6 separate regions of the Sus scrofa genome follow, and all the other regions are linked to region 3. A link is a contact called in public Hi-C, HiChIP or PLAC-seq and promoter capture Hi-C data. All regions are on one chromosome and are shown on one strand. The core of a region is the stretch at or near the end of the contact, and the rest is flanking DNA. Distances in the headings are between cores, read along the strand shown.

What was found. Promoter capture Hi-C pulls out the DNA fragments that hold promoters and counts their contacts. Hi-C and Micro-C count contacts between places; a contact is called where the count stands out from the background. HiChIP or PLAC-seq counts read pairs in DNA pulled down with a chosen protein or histone mark.
Region 1: an H3K27ac HiChIP or PLAC-seq map of skeletal muscle shows a contact between it and region 3. The contact joins the promoter of RAPSN here to the promoter of NDUFS3 in region 3. A contact is called at or near these places in 2 of 2 datasets of contacts at active chromatin or transcription factors (alveolar macrophages and skeletal muscle).
Region 2: a Hi-C map of liver shows a contact between it and region 3, with 5 times the contacts expected there. The contact joins the promoter of NUP160 here to the promoter of NDUFS3 in region 3. A contact is called at or near these places in 2 of 47 Hi-C or Micro-C datasets (both in liver) and 1 of 2 datasets of contacts at active chromatin or transcription factors (alveolar macrophages).
Region 4: a Hi-C map of liver shows a contact between it and region 3, with 5 times the contacts expected there. The contact joins the promoter of FNBP4 here to the promoter of NDUFS3 in region 3. A contact is called at or near these places in 3 of 47 Hi-C or Micro-C datasets (epiblast stem cells, heart right ventricle and liver) and 1 of 2 datasets of contacts at active chromatin or transcription factors (alveolar macrophages).
Region 5: a promoter capture Hi-C map of fetal skeletal muscle shows a contact between it and region 3, with 4 times the contacts expected there. The contact joins the promoter of SPI1 here to the promoter of NDUFS3 in region 3. A contact is called at or near these places in 2 of 5 promoter capture datasets (fetal liver and fetal skeletal muscle), 1 of 47 Hi-C or Micro-C datasets (embryonic fibroblasts) and 2 of 2 datasets of contacts at active chromatin or transcription factors (alveolar macrophages and skeletal muscle).
Region 6: a contact with region 3 is called in a Hi-C map of liver, with 2.7 times the contacts expected there. The contact joins the promoter of PSMC3 here to the promoter of NDUFS3 in region 3. A contact is called at or near these places in 3 of 47 Hi-C or Micro-C datasets (embryonic fibroblasts, liver and retroperitoneal adipose tissue) and 2 of 2 datasets of contacts at active chromatin or transcription factors (alveolar macrophages and skeletal muscle).

What each region holds. Positions count from the first base shown.
Region 1 is chr2:15,165,571-15,168,270 of Sscrofa11.1, reverse strand. RAPSN (43 kDa receptor-associated protein of the synapse) reads right to left here and starts at 1,303. Exons shown (of 8, transcript XM_013994350.2): 1 at 1-1,303. The coding sequence starts at 183.
Region 2 is chr2:14,838,714-14,841,413 of Sscrofa11.1, reverse strand. It overlaps NUP160 (nuclear pore complex protein Nup160), which reads right to left and starts at 1,358. Exons shown (of 37, transcript XM_021085052.1): 1 at 1,353-1,358; 2 at 601-922; 3 at 223-334. The coding sequence starts at 1,358.
Region 3 is chr2:15,035,478-15,038,200 of Sscrofa11.1, reverse strand. It overlaps NDUFS3 (NADH:ubiquinone oxidoreductase core subunit S3), which reads left to right and starts at 1,321. Exons shown (of 7, transcript NM_001243796.1): 1 at 1,321-1,482; 2 at 1,593-1,658. The coding sequence starts at 1,416. It overlaps KBTBD4 (kelch repeat and BTB domain-containing protein 4), which reads right to left and starts at 1,482. Exons shown (of 4, transcript XM_003122803.6): 1 at 1,250-1,482; 2 at 1-350. The coding sequence starts at 1,268.
Region 4 is chr2:14,894,257-14,896,956 of Sscrofa11.1, reverse strand. It overlaps FNBP4 (formin-binding protein 4), which reads right to left and starts at 1,424. Exons shown (of 17, transcript XM_021083063.1): 1 at 459-1,424. The coding sequence starts at 690.
Region 5 is chr2:15,226,676-15,229,375 of Sscrofa11.1, reverse strand. SPI1 (Spi-1 proto-oncogene) reads right to left here and starts at 1,445. Exons shown (of 5, transcript NM_001001865.1): 1 at 1,268-1,445. The coding sequence starts at 1,312.
Region 6 is chr2:15,184,051-15,186,750 of Sscrofa11.1, reverse strand. PSMC3 (26S protease regulatory subunit 6A) reads right to left here and starts at 1,269. Exons shown (of 12, transcript XM_003122809.3): 1 at 987-1,269; 2 at 670-753; 3 at 1-97. The coding sequence starts at 1,061.

The DNA.
Region 1 (2,700 bases), core at 54-2,553, 130 kb before region 3:
CTCCTTGTATCGGCCCATCTCCGAGTGGGCCGTGACCAGGCAGCCCAGCACCCGGAAGCGCCCCACGAGGTCGGAACTCTTCTCCAGCACCTTCATCCACACCTGCAGCGCCTTCTCTGTCTGGTTAGACTGGTACAGCTGGAGCCCCTTCTCGATCTGCTGCTTCGTCTGGTCCTGCCCCATCCTCAGAGACCCTCGCCGCCCGCGGAGAGACCCTGGTGGCTCTGTGCCTCTAGGCACTCATGGCAGGGAACCCACTGTGCCAGCTGCCCACTGAGCCCTCAGAAGGAGTGGGGCCTGGATGGAGAACGGGCGCCACCCTGGGAACAAAGCTGGTCCGGCCCCTGTCTGCAGCTGTCCCTGCCAGTTGGGGCCACGTGGCTGCTGAGGAATGTCAGGCACAAGGTCACGCGGGCCTCTGCCGCACCCACCCCCAAGCTGGGAGGAAGGTGTTCACTGCCCCCCACCCCCCTGCCCCGGACAGCCCCTTGGGGCATCTCTTTAGCACCTCTGACAGTGGCCCTGAGCCCCCTGGCAGGGCAGGCCTCCTCGCAGCCCAACCAAGGAGCTGCCTCCAGGAGTGGGCCGAGAGCGGGAGGAGGAAGGGATGAGGCTGGGTACATGGGCGGCCGGGAGGCTGAGGCGGGTGCCCAGCACTGAGCCCTGCCTCTCCTGCATCGCAACCTCCCCTCTCTGCCCACCCTCCCGAGGCTCTGTTCCTGTGAGTCACCAGCACCGAGGTCACTTACCCTCGGTGCCCCTGTTCACACCATCCCCACACGTTGTCCTAACTCACAGGCTGGCCCAAGCCGATCGCTCACCTCTCTGGGCCTCAGTGTCCCCCTCTGCAACATGAGGCTCTAACAGGCTAATAAACCCTAACTCGCAGGCTTGTTGGGAGCAGCATCACGTGGTGGGTAACAGCCTGGACCCCAGAGCCAGCTGCCAGGGTTTGAATTCTGACTCGGCTGCCTGTTAGCTGTGTGGACGGCATGACTTTGGGCAGGACGTAATGCCTCCTACTCCACCGGATTGTTAGGGGGACTACATGACTGCATCAACAGTGCCCGACACCTAGGAAAGACTGTGTGACATGAGCGACAGGTTCTCTTGAGCTTTGTCCATCTACTCTGTGGAAAACTGCCCACCCGGAATAGAAGTTGGCCTTTGAAGGTTTAAAAAAACACCCAACTCCAACCCCAGTCCCAGTTTGAAAGAGTCCTTGGGAGTTCCCTATATGACTCAGTGGTTAACGAACCCGACTAGGATCCATGAGGATGAGGGTTTGATCCCTGGCTTTGCTCAGAGGGTTAAGGATCCAGCATTGCCATGAGCTGTGGTGTAGATCGCAGATGCAGCTCAGATCCTGAATTGCTGTGGCTGTGGTATAGGCCAGTTGCTACAGCTCTGATTGGACCTCTAGCCTGGGAACCTCCATACATGTGGGTTCAGCCCTAAAAAAAGACAAAAAAAAAAAAAAAAAGGTTTGAAAGAGTCCCTTATAATGAGGTTAATGCCAGGGAGCGTGGACAAGGGCCAAGTTGTTTTTGTTTTTGTTTTGTCTTTTGTCTTTTTAGGGCCACACCCGAAGCATATGGAGGTTCCCAGGCTAGGGGTCGAATCGGAGCTGTTGCTGCCCGTCTACTCCACAGCCACAGCAATGCCAGATCCGAGATCATTAATACACTGCACCACAACGGGAACTACCAGATACTGTATTTTTCACAAATTGAGGTTCTGTGGCAACACTGCCTTGAGCAAATCTATTGGCAGATCCAATTCGCCTCTGTGACCTACACCACAGGCTGAGTTGGCAACGCCGGATCCTTAACCCACTGAGCAAGGCCAGGGACCGAACCCACAACCTCATGGTTCCTAGTCGGATTCGTTAACCACTGCACCACGACAGGAACTCCAGACATAACTTTTATACCCACTGGGAAATCAAAAAATTTGTGTGACTTGCTTTCCAGAGATACTTGCTTTATGTGGTCTGGAATGAAATCTGCAGTGCCTTTGAGGTGTGCCTGTACTCACTAATTTGTGCAACGATCACCACTACTACCAGAACATTTTCATCACCTGAAAAGAAGCCCCGTGCTCATTAGCAGTCACCCCTCATTCCTCTGTGTTACGGGTAGAATTGTCCCCCATTCATATGTGGATGCCTTAACCCCAGTATCTCAAAATATGACTTATTTGGAGACACTATCGTTTTGCTGCTGTTGCTGGCTGCCCCATGGCGTATGGAGTTCCCAGCCGGGGATCAGTTTGGAGACCCAGTTGTGACCTACATCACGCTGGGGCACTGGCGGATCCTTAACCCACTGCAGCGGGCTAGGGATTGAACCTACGTCCTAGCTTTACAGAGACGCCACCAATCCTGTTGCACCACAGCAACTCCTGGAGACACCACCTTTAAAGAAGTAAAAAGAGGCCATTAAAATGGACCCTGATCCAATATGACTAGTGTCACAAAAAGAGATTAGACACAGACACATAGAGGAGGAGAAAGAGGGACATTGACAAGGCAAGGAGAAAGGCCTCCCATGAAACCAACCTTTTCAACACCTTGACCTCTGATTTCTGGCTTCCAGAACTCTGAGAAAATTAATTTCTATGTTTTAACCCCCTCCTCATTGTACAGTGTCATGGCAACCTGAGCAAACAAATGCAACTTGCAGCCACAATCTACTTTTA
Region 2 (2,700 bases), core at 109-2,608, 200 kb after region 3:
CGAAGCTACATTTCTTCTTTTTAGTGCTGCCAGGGAGGGCACCTCTTCCAGAACTCTGTGCCTGCTTAATTTTCCACTGACTCAGATATCAATAGGAAACAGTCTTTCTCTTTTCCTGTCTATAACCACTTCGGAGAATAAACGACACCTTGGGAACAGTCACGAAAATTCAGCCGCCGAACAAAACGCCCTTTCGGGAGATTTGACAAACACAGCACTTACCAATGAATGAACCTGTTTCTGGTGACGGAGAACAACTTGCCACTTTCCACGTAGTAGAAGCCTCCCGCGCTCTCACTGTATTTCACAGCTCCGGCCACTGCATTTGCAGTTCCTGCAAAAGAAGAGTGGTCACCCTTGCACACGTGGTTCTCAGGGGATGACACGGACTGAGGGCGCTGAGAAAGCAGAGGGTGACAGACTGAAAATCCATGCAAAAAGGGGAAAAAAAGAGAAAGAAGTAGAACACTAATGAAGCTCTGAATCCGGGGCTGGAGGCATGTGGGCTCAGGAGGATGAACTGGAGGACAGAGATTTAGGGATCCACGGGAAGATCCCGAGGGCAGGAGCTGCATCGAGCCCTACTGGATGCTTCCGTACCAATGTCGCAAACTGCGAATTCCCGAAAGTGCCTTGGCCTTTCGCGCTCAGCTCCGCTGAGCTCTACGAAGCTCCGTTCCATGGCTCCCGCCGCCGCCATCTTCCCGCCGCCGCCGCCGCGAGGCCTGACGGGACACCAGCCCAGCCGGGCGGCTGTCGTCACTTCCGGGGGCGGAGCAAGCACAGATGCGGACAGGTGAAGAAACCCGGAAAGGTCTAGGGCCTGTCCGACCCACCGTTGTGAGGCTTCCACCGAGCTGGCCGGAGACAGGGTGGGCAAGGAGGAAGCCAGATGAGAGGAGGCAGGGGGAGCTTGCAGGATCTACCTGCAGGAACCTTTGCGTGTCCGGCGAGGAAGCCCCAAGGGGCGGTGCCATTTTCCCGGCGGCCTCAGGGAAGGGGGCGGAGCCGGGTTTGTTTCCATTTTAAAAACTCCGGCGCGGGCAGCGGCTGGGCAGAGCCTCCAGGGAGGGGCGAGGTCCTAGGAGGCCACGCAGATGGGCGCCATCTACTGGATTTCGAGCTTTTGATCGCCTCTCCTTGCTTCCCCGTGTTACTCAGTGAATCTCCGCCTGGTCTCCTTTTCTTCACCTTTCAGCGACGTGGGTTGGGGGCGGAGTGAAGGGCAGAGTGGCCTTTTGTGTTGGGTTTTTTCGAGAGACTGTATTCGTGTGTTCTTGTATAATGAAGCATAATGTGTTTAATTAAACATTGATGCAGTTACCTGCTTGAAGCCCCTAAATGCTACTCACTTGCATACGTGAAAGAAATTTCCTTTATCTTCCATTTGTGATCTGTTTGGAAGGTCTTGTGCTTTACCTGCATTTAGGGCAGAGTAGATGCTGGATTTGGAGGAAAATGCCAGTCTTCAAGGGGAAAGTTAGTCTAAATCTCATGTATCAACATGACAGATTAAAGACGACCACAAATTCTTTGACTTTTTCCCATCAGGAGGTGGGTCTTTGTCCCTTCCTCTGGAATCTGGGAGGGCTCTGTAACTGCTGTAACTCATTGAACACAGCAGAAGTGACTCTGTGCCAGATTAGCCTTTTAATTTTTTTTTTTTTTTTGGGTCTTTTGTCCTTTTTAGGGCCGTACCCACGGCACATGCAGGTTCCCAGGCAAGGGGTCCAATCGGAGCTGTAGCCGCCAGCCTATGCCACCGCCACAGCAACACCAGATCCGAGCCGCCTCTGCGACACCACAGCTCATGGGAACGCCAGATCCTCAACCCACTGAGCGAGGCCAGGGACCTAACCGGAAACCACATGGTTCCTGCTCATATTTGCTTCCGCTGCACCAGGACAGAAACTCCCAGACTAGCCTTAACAGAGTCTGTTTCTCTCTTGGAGTGCTAACTAGGAGGGAAGCCATCTAATAAATTCAGCTATCCTGGGGTTGCCATCCTGGAGGAATCATGGGGAGAGACCACATGGAAGGGCTCTCAAGTTACTTAAAGTGAGAGATGTCTGGTGAGAGAGTCAAAAGTCACTAAGTTTGGGGTAATTTGTTAGCCAGCAATAGATATCAGGAACATTCTCTTGTCTTTCCTTTACATTCATACTTTTCCTCAACAGTCTTCCACATTTCATTCTTAGATAATGGAAACAACTCCAGTTGATCTTATTTTGCTGTTGTTCTCCCTGCCTCTCCATTTTACAAATACACTCTAACTGTTCCTAAACACCACTTACATTTTGTTTCTTCTTGTTTCACAAAATACTATATGCTGGGTGGCTTAAACAGCTAACACGTACTGCACACAGTTTTGGAGCCTGGGAAGTCCAAAATCAAGAGACCAGCAGATTCAGCGTCAGGTGAGAGTCAGCTTCCTGATTTATAGACAGCCATCTCTTGTGCCGTGTCCTTAAATTGTGGGGATTTTTTTTGTTGTTGGTTTGTTTTTGCTTTTTTATGGTTGCACCTGTGGCATATGGAAGTTCCCAAGTTAGCGGTCCAATTGGAGCTGCAGCTGCTGGCCTACGCCACAGCCGCAACAGTGCCACATCCAAGCTGCATCTGCGACCTGCACCACAGCTCATGGGATAAAGTGGGTCCTTAAACCCACTGAGCAAGGTCAGGGATTGAACCTGCACTCTC
Region 3 (2,723 bases), core at 72-2,571:
CCCATGGTAGATATAATCAACCAGGAGCTGGAAAACAGACTCGCTGACATCCTGCAGCACAATTACCCGGTTGTGGGCCTCCTTCAGGTTGGAAGTGAACATGGACCGGAAGAAACAGCTCTGAGCTGAGAGGACCAATCGGTGGAGCTGAAACTCTCGGCCTTCCACTGAAATAGTGACATCAGCAAAGAGCTCTTCCTCCAGACACAGTTTCATGATGCCCTGAGCCACACGGCCTGAGTGTGACCTATCTTTGAAAGTGTAGTTCACAAAGTAGTTCTCATCCATGGATGCTCCAGGCTCCTCCGGTGATTCCATGGTAGTAGCCAACTTCTCTCTCTGCCAGCTGTCTGCAAAATACCACCACCCTGAATAACTTAAGGAAGTCACAACTACAGTCTACGAATCCAACTGTCCAATTCACGGGGGGAGAAGGGGGAAATGAGGGCACAGTGGGCCAGATTAGCCTTAGTTCTAGCCTTGCTAATGATATCTCTAACATTCTCCTTCAACCAAAGCTGGGTTCATTCTCCTGAAATAACATTCCATCCCCAATGAGATAAAAATTTCCTACTCTGGGTGTTTCTCTGAGAAAACACAGAATACTCCTTTTCATGATGCAACAAAAGGCGTGGTATTTAGGTCAACACATGAACGCAAGTGATTGGAGGAAGCCTATGATTTAAAAAACCTGGCAAAAAGGCTTACTAACCAAATAACTATCGAATATAAAACTAATGAGGCTCGGAGCAGCAGAATCCGACAAAAAAGACCCCCTCTTTCCCCTTGCTTGTGATCCATACCTTTTAATACAAGGCTTGGCTTGGGACATGTTAATCCTACATTTGCTCTTTTCTGAGCCTCTCCCTGGCACTTCCCCGCTCGCCCTAATGACTCCCCAAGGCTTCGTCTCAGAACTCGACACGGAACCCAACCATCCCCAGCAAGGGGCCCAAGGAGGCCCATTGCCACGTGCAGTGTCCCCGCTCCACCTGGAGTCGCCTGGGAAACGGTCGCCAGGGAAACCGTTCTTCTCTCCCCCTCCCCCTAGCTTGCCTGCTGGCCCTAATCAAAAGCTTAGCTGGGGGAGCGGAGGAGGGGTATGGAATGTGGAACCCAGATCTCCCGCCCCTTCTCCTCTCACCGGTCCGGTTCTTTAGGATCCTCTCCTTCTCTCCAGCCTCTGTCACAACAAGCTAGGGTCACATTCACCTCACGGTTTCCCCACCCGCGGGCTTCGCTTTCTCACCTGCCTTCCCTCCTTTCATTCCGAAGCCCGGAACCCGGAACCTCTGCTTCCGGCCCCGCGTCCGCCCGGAAGAAGATCCGATGCACACTTCCGCTTCCGGTCCGTGCCCTTGGGGCTCCGTGTCCTGCGGATCTGGCTTCTGCTACCTGGTTTGCAGCCGGGAAACATGGCGGCGGCGGCGGCTGCAAGGGGCTGTTGGCGGGGGCTCGTGGGGCCCGCGGCGGTGGCTAGGGGTGAGCAAGGGCAGCAGGCTGAGGGCCAGGGGGGGAGCGGCGGCGCGTCCAGCGCAGGGAGCCCCCTCAAGCCTCACCCTGCGCTTCAGTGCCTCTATATTCCCGTGCAGTGTCCGGGCGACCCTCGGTGCTTTTGCTGCCTGTGAGGAAGGAAAGCGCTGCGGCCGACACGCGCCGTGAGTATGTGCGAGTCCGGCCCTTATGGGGACTACAGGCGGGGCCCCGTTCATTCCCTTTGTCAGATGTTTGCCCTTGTCCTGGGCTGCCCTTCTCTGCGTCCTCCTGGCAAGTCTCTTCTTGTCCTTGGAGAGCTGACTGCAACGGTCTTCACTCTGCAGGCAGAATCGGGCACCTAGTGCCCTAGAGCCTTTTCTGTTGTGCCCTGTTGCCTTTTGTCCACTTTAGTGATTTTCTTTTTCTCCGATTAAACTGTCAGCTCTTTGAGAGCAGGAAACAAACTTTGGGCTTCAGAGCCTTCTTATTATAATAATAGTTGGCGTTAGTTGAATGCTTGTTGTGCCGGGCACCTCGCTAAGCGATTAATGAATGATCTTATTCATTTCTCCCCACAATCTTACCGGGTGGATAGTATTATGCTTTTCTACTGTAGAGCAGGAAACAGTCCAGAGAAGTAAGTTGCCCAGGGTCACAGCACTAGTGAGAGACAGCAGGCCTGCTCGCTGCCTAAGGCAGAGAACTGGTATTAATACTCTGCAGCCTAGGATGTGTGGTTGCTCAGTGAGGTAGTGTTGTGCGAATGAATATATGGGAATTAGTTACGGTCAACATAAGCCCTGGGAGTAAAAAGACCCATTCTGGGTCTCAGTTTCCTCATTTGTGCAAAAATATAAAAAAATAAAGTTTCAGTGGCTCATTGCTAACGAACCTGACTAGTATCCATGAGAATGCGGGTTTGATGCGTGGCCTCCCTCAGTGGGTTAAGGATCTGGCTTGGCTGTGGCTGTGGCGTAGGCTGGCAGCTGCAGCTCTGATTCAACCCTTAGCTTGGGAACTTCAACATGTCAAGGGTGTGGCCCTAAAAAAGCAAAAAAAAAAAAAAAAAAAAAAAATGGATTTCAGCTAGATAATCTATGAGGGCCCTTCAGCCCTAAGGTTCTTGGCTTGAGAATCTGCTATGAAAGGCAGACACCTCAGCTGCAGTAATAAAGTGACTTTTGGTGGCCTGTATAGGTGGCATTTTTACTAAGTTTTCATTACTTCTTTTTTTGTTTTTGGTCTTT
Region 4 (2,700 bases), core at 175-2,674, 140 kb after region 3:
ACTTATGCTTTGGCTGGCATAAGGATGGTTCGCTCACTTCTAAAAGGTCTCTCCCACTTCCAACAAAAAGGAAAGGAAAAGTAACATGACATGTAGGGAAAGGGCAGGTTCCACCGTCACCAAGCCTGGGACGCGGAAACGCATACTCTCATATTTACCCGGTAAGTTATGCAAAACCGAGAGCAGACGTTGAGCAGACTGGGTGGCCGGGCCAAGCCCTGCACCAGAAATGGCGCCTCTGGGTCGGCTCCGGCCGGGCGCACACTGCTCTGCCGACCCTTCCGCCGCCTAGGGGCCCACAGCCGTCCTCCCCACAGGCCCCGTGCGGCAGGCCTCAGATACAAACGCCACCAGCCCGGGTTTCTCTTCCTCCTCAGGGACCTGCTCGAGAGGCCTAGGCCCCAAGCTCCGAGCTCGAGTTTCCGACGTTCCACCTAAGGGCCCTCGTGCACGCTTACCTTCCGAAGGCGAGTCGTCCGGGGCCGCGGCGGTAGTCACCACGGTCGTCGTCTGCGGCGTTGCCGCCGCCACCGCCGCCGGGGCTGGCTGGCTGGTCGCCGCAGCCGTCGTGTCCGGCTCGGTGTCGGGTTCCGGCTCCGGGTCCCGGCCAGGCGTGCTGCTCCGGGGACCCGGCGGAGAGAGCTGCAGGATGGGCCTACGGCCGGGTACCGCCCGGGACTTCTTCCCCATCGCGAGCCCTAGCGCGAGCCGCGAGCGTCGGGAAGCCGAGAGGGGCGGGCGTTCGGCGCGGCGCTGCGTAATCAATATTCATACACTGCGACACCGCCTCCTGCAAGGATCCGCTTTTAACCGGTGGAGGGCCTGCCCGCGCAAGCGCCTGGGGCCTCCTACGCTTTTCAGGCTCCTCCCCCCATGGATGGAGGGCGGGCTTTACCCACAGGGCTAGGCTATTGGCTGTTTTAACGCACAGAAGGAGCTGGTAGCCAATGGAAAAGGAAAAAGAATGAGCGTCAAGCCAATAGTGAGGAAGGGTCTCAGTTTAGAATCGCTTCCAATTACGTCAGGCTCCACCCATGCGTTTTTTGCAGTCTTTTCTCTACCGCCTTGTCCTCCATTTTGTGTCCGTTCTTGTGTATCAGTTTGTCGTTTGTTATGTAGGGAACTTGCTGTTTTCCAGGTCTTTAGCCAAGTTTCACCCAACTTATCGTGGCTTACTTTCGGTATAACACTGAATGTTAAGTAGAATAGTGAGTCTTTTAATGGTTTAGTAAATTTTTTCCTAGAGCATAAAGATGACCTCGTTGTTTATTGGCTGGAAAAAAATGACTAGATTTACTAGCATTGGAGGAAAGAACCTAAATTGTGGGGATGGGATAAGGGAGCCATCCTAATCTGGCCTTCCCAACCTGCTTTATTTATCTTCTATTAGCACTGTCCTCTCCCCTGTCCCCTTCTGCAGCCAGCTGCTGGGAGCAGTTGTCTCACTTCCATCCTTTACACAAGCTGGAGTAACCATTGCACCACGTGGGAAAAATGTTTTTTTCAAGACCCATGCAAGCTTTACATCTCAACCTTTTATGTCAATGCTGAGCCCCTCCCCAGCACTTGATTTTCCATTGATAGCTGTCTCCTCCATTCTAGAGCTTAAGAAATCCAGTGATGGGAGTTTCCTGTGGCCCAGTAGGTTAAGGATCCCTGGTGGCCTAGGAACGTCTATATGCCAAGGGGTGGGAAGCTCTTTACATTATTTTTTTTTAATTTTTTTTATTTTTAATTTAATTTTTTTATTTTCCCACTGTACAGCAAGGGGGTCAGGTGATCCTTATATGTATGCATTACATTTTCCCCCCCACTCTTTACATTATTTTTAATGCTTAAGCCAAGGTGCCAGCCTACACCACAGACACAGCAATGTGGGATCCGAGCTGTGTTGGTGACCTACATCACAGCTCACAACAATGCCAGATCCTTAACCCACTAGTCGAGGCCAGGGATTGAACCCATGTCCTCATAGATATAGTTGGTTGGTTACCCACTGAGCCAGGATGGGAATGCAAGAAATCTTACTTTAATAGAATTGGAAAGTTCTCTGGTGGCTCAGCAGGTGAAAGATCCAGTGTTGTCACTGCTATGGTACAGGTTCAATCCTTGGCCTTAGAACTTATGCATGTGTGGGCGTGACCCCCCACCCCCAAAAAAGTTGGGAAACCAGAGCGGGCCAGGCAGCTCTCCCGCCCTGTGAAGATAGCAGAGCCCAATAGGAAGAGATTCCTCTTCTTTCCTGGGAAGGACTCAGCCAATGAAAAGCCACGTGCTGTTTACTACAGCTCTTCCAACTTCCTCTTCCTTTCTGTAAAAGCAGTTCCTTTCTTTGCCATGTGGGTACTTGTACCTGGTTTGCCTTGGTAGCCAACCTTGAATTGCAATTCTTTGATGATTCCGAATAAACCCACCTCTGCTGGAGAAATAACTGGCAGTTCATTTGTTTTAGGTCACAATCATTTATCGTCTCATGCCCAACTGAGTATACTTTGATCAATTCAATTCTGACCATAACCCCCAGGAGCTGACATCAGACACTTTAAGTTCAAGGGCTCAGTCTCCCACAGAACTGTCTTTACTTCATTAGCCAGCTCCCAAGTGAGGACCCCACCCCATTCACACTTCTGGCTATGAAATCAGGGGTCCCTGGAGTTCCCTTTTGTTATTGTGGGTTAAGGCTCTGATGTCGACACTGTA
Region 5 (2,700 bases), core at 196-2,695, 190 kb before region 3:
GTTCAGACAGGGTGGCTGAGCCCCTGGGCCTGTGGCTTTCTCAGGGCAGAGGTGGCTCTTCCCAGGACCACCTCCATCCGCTCCTGCCTGCCCCCTCAGACTCTTGGTCCCAGGTTGGAGAAGGGTGGGACCAGGCCAGGTGGGGGCTGGCTGGCTCCCAGGAGGCCGGGATCCTAGCACAGGGTTTGTGGGTAGCACAGCCCCACAGCAGGATGTCAACCTGGGGTGCCTCCCTGGGGCTCTGAGGCCTGGCTGGGTGGTGGGGGTGGTGAAGGGAGCTGCATCCAGGCCAGGAAAGCTGAGTCAGGTGGGCAGGTCCTGCCAAGTCCTTGCCAGCTCCCCGCAAGTGTCCCTACCCCTGCTGAGGGCAGACAGGGTGGGAAAGGGACATAGGTCTTCTCAGAGAGGCCCAAGTCTGACACCTGCCAAAGGCTGCAACTGTCACTGAGAACAGGAGCAGAAGGGGTCCACCCCAGACGGCTGGCCTTCCCTCCCTGGGGACCGCTGGGACGCCTGCTTCTTCTCCTCCAGCCTCAGCCCCTGCCTTCACCCCAGGCTCACCCTTGACCAGACCCTACCCCAGCCTCAATCTCAGCCGCAGGATGTCTCCAACCCCAGCTCCTGCCCTCTTCTTCCCGATCTCCAGCCCTAACTGCATGGCCAGTCTCTGCTCCCCTCACTGCTCCAGCCCAGCGCCTCCCCGGCCCCTGCCTCCGCCACTCAGGGCCTGGGCCCAGAGCTCAGAGCCTTAGGACCACAACTATGTCCTCTGTGCCAGGCCCCAGCCTGGGTGTTGGGGACTCAGGCTCAAGACAGCCTCAGTATCCAGGAGCACCCAGGCCCTGGGCTGAGATCTCTGGCCTGCTGCCTCCTGCCCATGAGCCTTTACTGTCCTGGGGGCCGGCTTCCTCACCGGCAAGCCAGTCTCCTCATCTCCTCCGCCACCACCTCCCTGCCGCCACCCTCACCATCCTCAGCCCAGCACCCTGCGCTGGGGCTCAGGCCTGCCACCCGAGCCCCAACTATAAATAACCGTTCAGGCCCCACCGATCACAGCCCCACCGTGGGCCCAGCCCTCAGCCCGCCAGGGCATGCTCCGAGGAAGCGAATGGCCCCCTCGCTGGGTCTCAGGCCAGGAGCTGCTGGGAGGAAACACCAGCTTCCCACTGATAGCCGGAGGGCAGCCAGCGGGTTGGTGGGCTGGCGGGCAGGCGGGCGGGCGTCGGAGGGCCGCGGGCTGGGCTGGTAGAGGAGTCCCGGTACTCACAGGGGGGACGAGGGGAAACCCTTCCATTTTGCACGCCTGTAACATCCAGCCGAGCTCCGAGCCTGTCAGGTCCCCTGCCTCGGTGGGGGCCAGTGCGGAGCCCCTTGGGATGGGGCGCCCCGTCGGGGGCCGGACGGACTCGGGGCGGGCGCAGGGCTCAGGCCTGCCCCTTGAGCTACAGGAGCCCTGGGTGAGCCCCCTCCCTTGACATTGCAGGGCCAGCGCAAGTTCCTGATTTTATCGAAGGCCTGCCGCTGGGAGATAGTCCCCTTGGGGTGACATCACCACCCCAGCCCGTTTGCATAAATCTCTTGCGCTACAGGAAGTCTCTGGCCGGCTGGGGCAGGTGGTGCTCCAGGGGCTGGCCTGGGAGGCCATGGGGGCCAGGCCCCCTGCCCAGAGGAAGCCGGGGACTATGAGGGGCGGCCTTGAGGGCTGGGGTGGGGAGGAAGAGAAGGAGGGAGGAAGCCTAGCTTCACCACTGGGAGGCCTTTGCTGCCCCCGCCCTGCTGAGGCTCTCCAGCCCCTAACCCCACAAACACCTACCTCTCTAGAGACCCTCCACGTGCCCAACAGTCACTTCCTTGGGGTCAGAGCTGGTAAGGATGGCCTCTTGGGGCCTCCATTTTCTGGGGTCAGGCTGGCTGGCTGAGGGCTCTGATCCAGCTGATTCCCAGGCCTGGCTCTCCCTGGGCCCTTGGGCCCCCAGCCCCTCGGTTCTGCCAAGCCTAGCGCTGGGCTCCGGGCCAGGGTCTTCAGCATGGTACCACTTCCCCTTTCCTCCTAGTCCTTTTACACTGGCTTCCCTTCCACCAGAAGCGTTCTTCCACCCTCTCTTCCCAGTTTCCCAAGCACCACCGCTTCTCCCAGATCCCTAAGTGCTCTATTCCCAGCCCAGATTTCTCAGTTTCCCCACCCCTGACCAATGCCTTGATATCAAACCTTTCTTGTCTGTCCATCCATTCATCTGTTTTCTCATCGATTTGTTTATCGGTCTGTTTGTCAATCCATCCATCCACTCATGAAAGCCAGCCGTGCATTCATTTGTCTATCAGTTTATCCAACTATTCACTCGTTAGCCCATTTATCTATTAGTCTATCACCCATCCACCCATTTATCTGCTTGTCCCTTTAGCCATCTATATGTTTATATATCAGCCCATCCGTGACGCATCCATTTTTCCATCTGTTTATCTACTGTATATCCTGCTATTAATTTGTTCACCCATTAATCCATTCATCCACCTGTCCATCTAGCCATCCATCCATTCATACATCCGTCCATACATTCCCCCAACTACCCAACCATCCAACCCCCGCATCCATCCATCCCTTCATCCATCTATCTATGTATCATCCAATCATAATTGAGTTCAAGGGGAAAGGAGAGGTAACGGACAAGATCCCTGCCTTCAAGGAGTTCCTGATCTAGT
Region 6 (2,700 bases), core at 20-2,519, 150 kb before region 3:
GGGTCTTATTCACTTTGATTTTCTCACTGTTCTCTTTGATCTTGTCCTTCATGGCTTGGAGTTCGTGGGTGACTCGTAACACTTCACTCTTCATGATCTGGGGTAGGGGTAAGTGGAAGCAAACATTCAGCCTTAGCTCTCAGCTTGTCCTAAGGCCTTGTAACTAGTGAAGTCCAGGTTGCCCAAGGGACCCTCCTGCACCGGTGCTCTCAGCTCTAAGGCTCCCTGAAAGCTCAGGCTGTGTCCACAACCAGCAGAGGTCAAAACAGGAGGCCAGTCTGGACACCTCCTGGCGAAATAGCTGGAGTAAAGGGAAAAAGAACATGACTTTAGTCAACCAAACAGAGATTTTAGCTTCTGCCTTTTGTTACAGGCTGTGTACTTCACCAGAGTAAAAAAAAACCTCTGTGAGCCTCAGTTTCTTCATCTGTAAAACGGGGACTTCCTAAAAAAGGGATTCTCCAGGGGAAGACTGAAAGACCTCGCTGGGAAAGGCAGTCTGATGAGTCCTCCTCTCAGGCCTGGTCTCCTGCTACCCTCTCTTCTGGTCCCTTTTAAAGCTTAGTTTTCTTCTCTCTTTTCCTGGTCAGAGGGCGGTCCCCACACCGCCCCTAGGGAGGTCGAGAAAGACGTGAGAGTAGCAGCTGGGATCAGGGGTTGTGCGCCCACCTTGATTTCACTGTCCAGCAGCCGTGTGCGCTGCACGATCTCTTCTGTGGACATCTTGAGTACTTCCTCCCCGATTCCATCTTGCTGTGAAAAAATTTTTTTATTAAACTCAGGGCAGCTAACTGATGACTGTGAGCTCAGCCTCAGTTTCCTCATCCATAAAACCATAAGACCCTTGCCCACATCCCCAGCGGCCCCAACCCCCGGACCGGGCTAGCTCTTGACCCCCCCCGCCCCCAGCCACCGCCTCCCCTCCTGACAAGAGCATCTCTACGCTGGCCCCTGGCTCCAAGACCCCAAGCTCTCCCGCCGCGCACCTCAGCCTCATCCCACACCGTCGCCATCTTCTCCTGCCGAGTCACTGGACTCTCGAGCTGCGGCAGCAGATTCATTTCCTGGAGGAGAAGGTTGAAGATTAAACCGGACAGCAGCCGGGGCGAGAGATTAATAATGTCTTTCTTAACTCCTGCGCTTGACTAACGCCAGCCCTCTTTCTCCAAGTCCTGACTCTTGACAGAATTAGCTTGCGCCGCGTTACCACAGCGAATCTGCGTCTGCGATTCAAAAGACGAGGCCCGGGCCACAGGACCCGCCCCTAAGGCTCCGGAACCGTTCCCGCCCTCGTCCTGTTTATGCCATCGCAAGAGGTAATGCGCTATTGGCTGACACGCGCAGAGGGGCGTGGCCTTGATGTAAAAACGTAAGAGGAAGGAGAAAAGAGGGGAACGAGACGGCCTTTGGGCAATGTAGTCCTAGTCCAGCGGGCGCATGAAAAGGCTCTTTTGCTGCTTTTGGCGCGGGCGGGAGCGAGGGCGAGGGGTGCATTCCCGGCAAATGGAAGTTCCCAGGCTAGGGGTGGAGTCGGAGCCACAACCACAGCAACTCGGTATCATAGCCTCATTTGCGGCCCACACCGCAGCTCGCGGCCAAGCCAGAACCCCAGCCCAGTGAGCAAAGCAAGGGATGAACCCGCATCTTCAGGAATACTAGTCGGATTTGTTTCCGCTACACCACAACAGGAACCCCTGAAAAGCCATTTTTGAAGGGGGGCTTTCAACCTCAGAAACTGGCCCAGTTAAGAATTAGGGAATTCTCTTAATGGAGTTCCTGTTGTGGCTCAGCAATTACCAACTGACTAGTATCCCGGAGGATGCAGGTTTGATCCCTGGTCTGGCCCAGTGGGCTAAGAGGCGTTGCTGCAAGCCTCTTGGTAGGTCACTGATGTGGCTCAGATCTGGCATTGTAGCTGTAGCTTAGGCCGGCAGCTGCAGCTTCGATTTGACCCCTAGCCTGGAAACTTCAGTATGCTGCAGGTGTGGCCCTTATAAAATAAAAAAAATGGGAGTTCCCATTGTGGTTCATGGGAAATGAATCTGACTAGCATTCATGAGGACGCAGGTTCCATCCCTGGCCTCGCTCAGTGGTTTAAGGACTCTGTGTTGCCTGACCTGTGGTGTAGGTCATAGATGTGGCTCGGATCTGTCGTTGCTGTGGCTGTGGCATAGGCCAGTGGCTACACCTCCAGCCCTAGCCCCGGGAACCTCCATATGCCACGAGTGGAGCCCTGAAAAAAAAAAAAAAGAATTAGGGGATTCCCTAAAAGAGGGTGGGCCTCATCCAATCAGTTGAAGATCTGACTAGCACAAAAAGGCTGACTATCCCCAGGGAAAGAGGGAACTCTTCCTGCCTGACTGCCTTGAACTGGCACATGGGTCTTTTTCAGGATTGAGACTTGAACTGAAACATCAGCCTCTTTCTTCTAGGGTCTTGTACCTGCTGGCTTTCAGACTAGAATTTACACTATCAGCTCTCCTGGTTCTCAGGCCTTATGATTTTGATGAAGCTAAACCATCAGCATTCCTGGGTTTCCAGTTTGTCAATTTACTCTACAGATATTGGAGACTTCCCACCTCCATAAATATCCTTTTTTTTTTTTTTTTTTTCTTTTTATGGCTGCACCCATAGCATATGGAAGTTCCCTGGCTAGGGGTTGAATTGGAGTTGCAGCTTTGGCTTACACCACAGCCACAG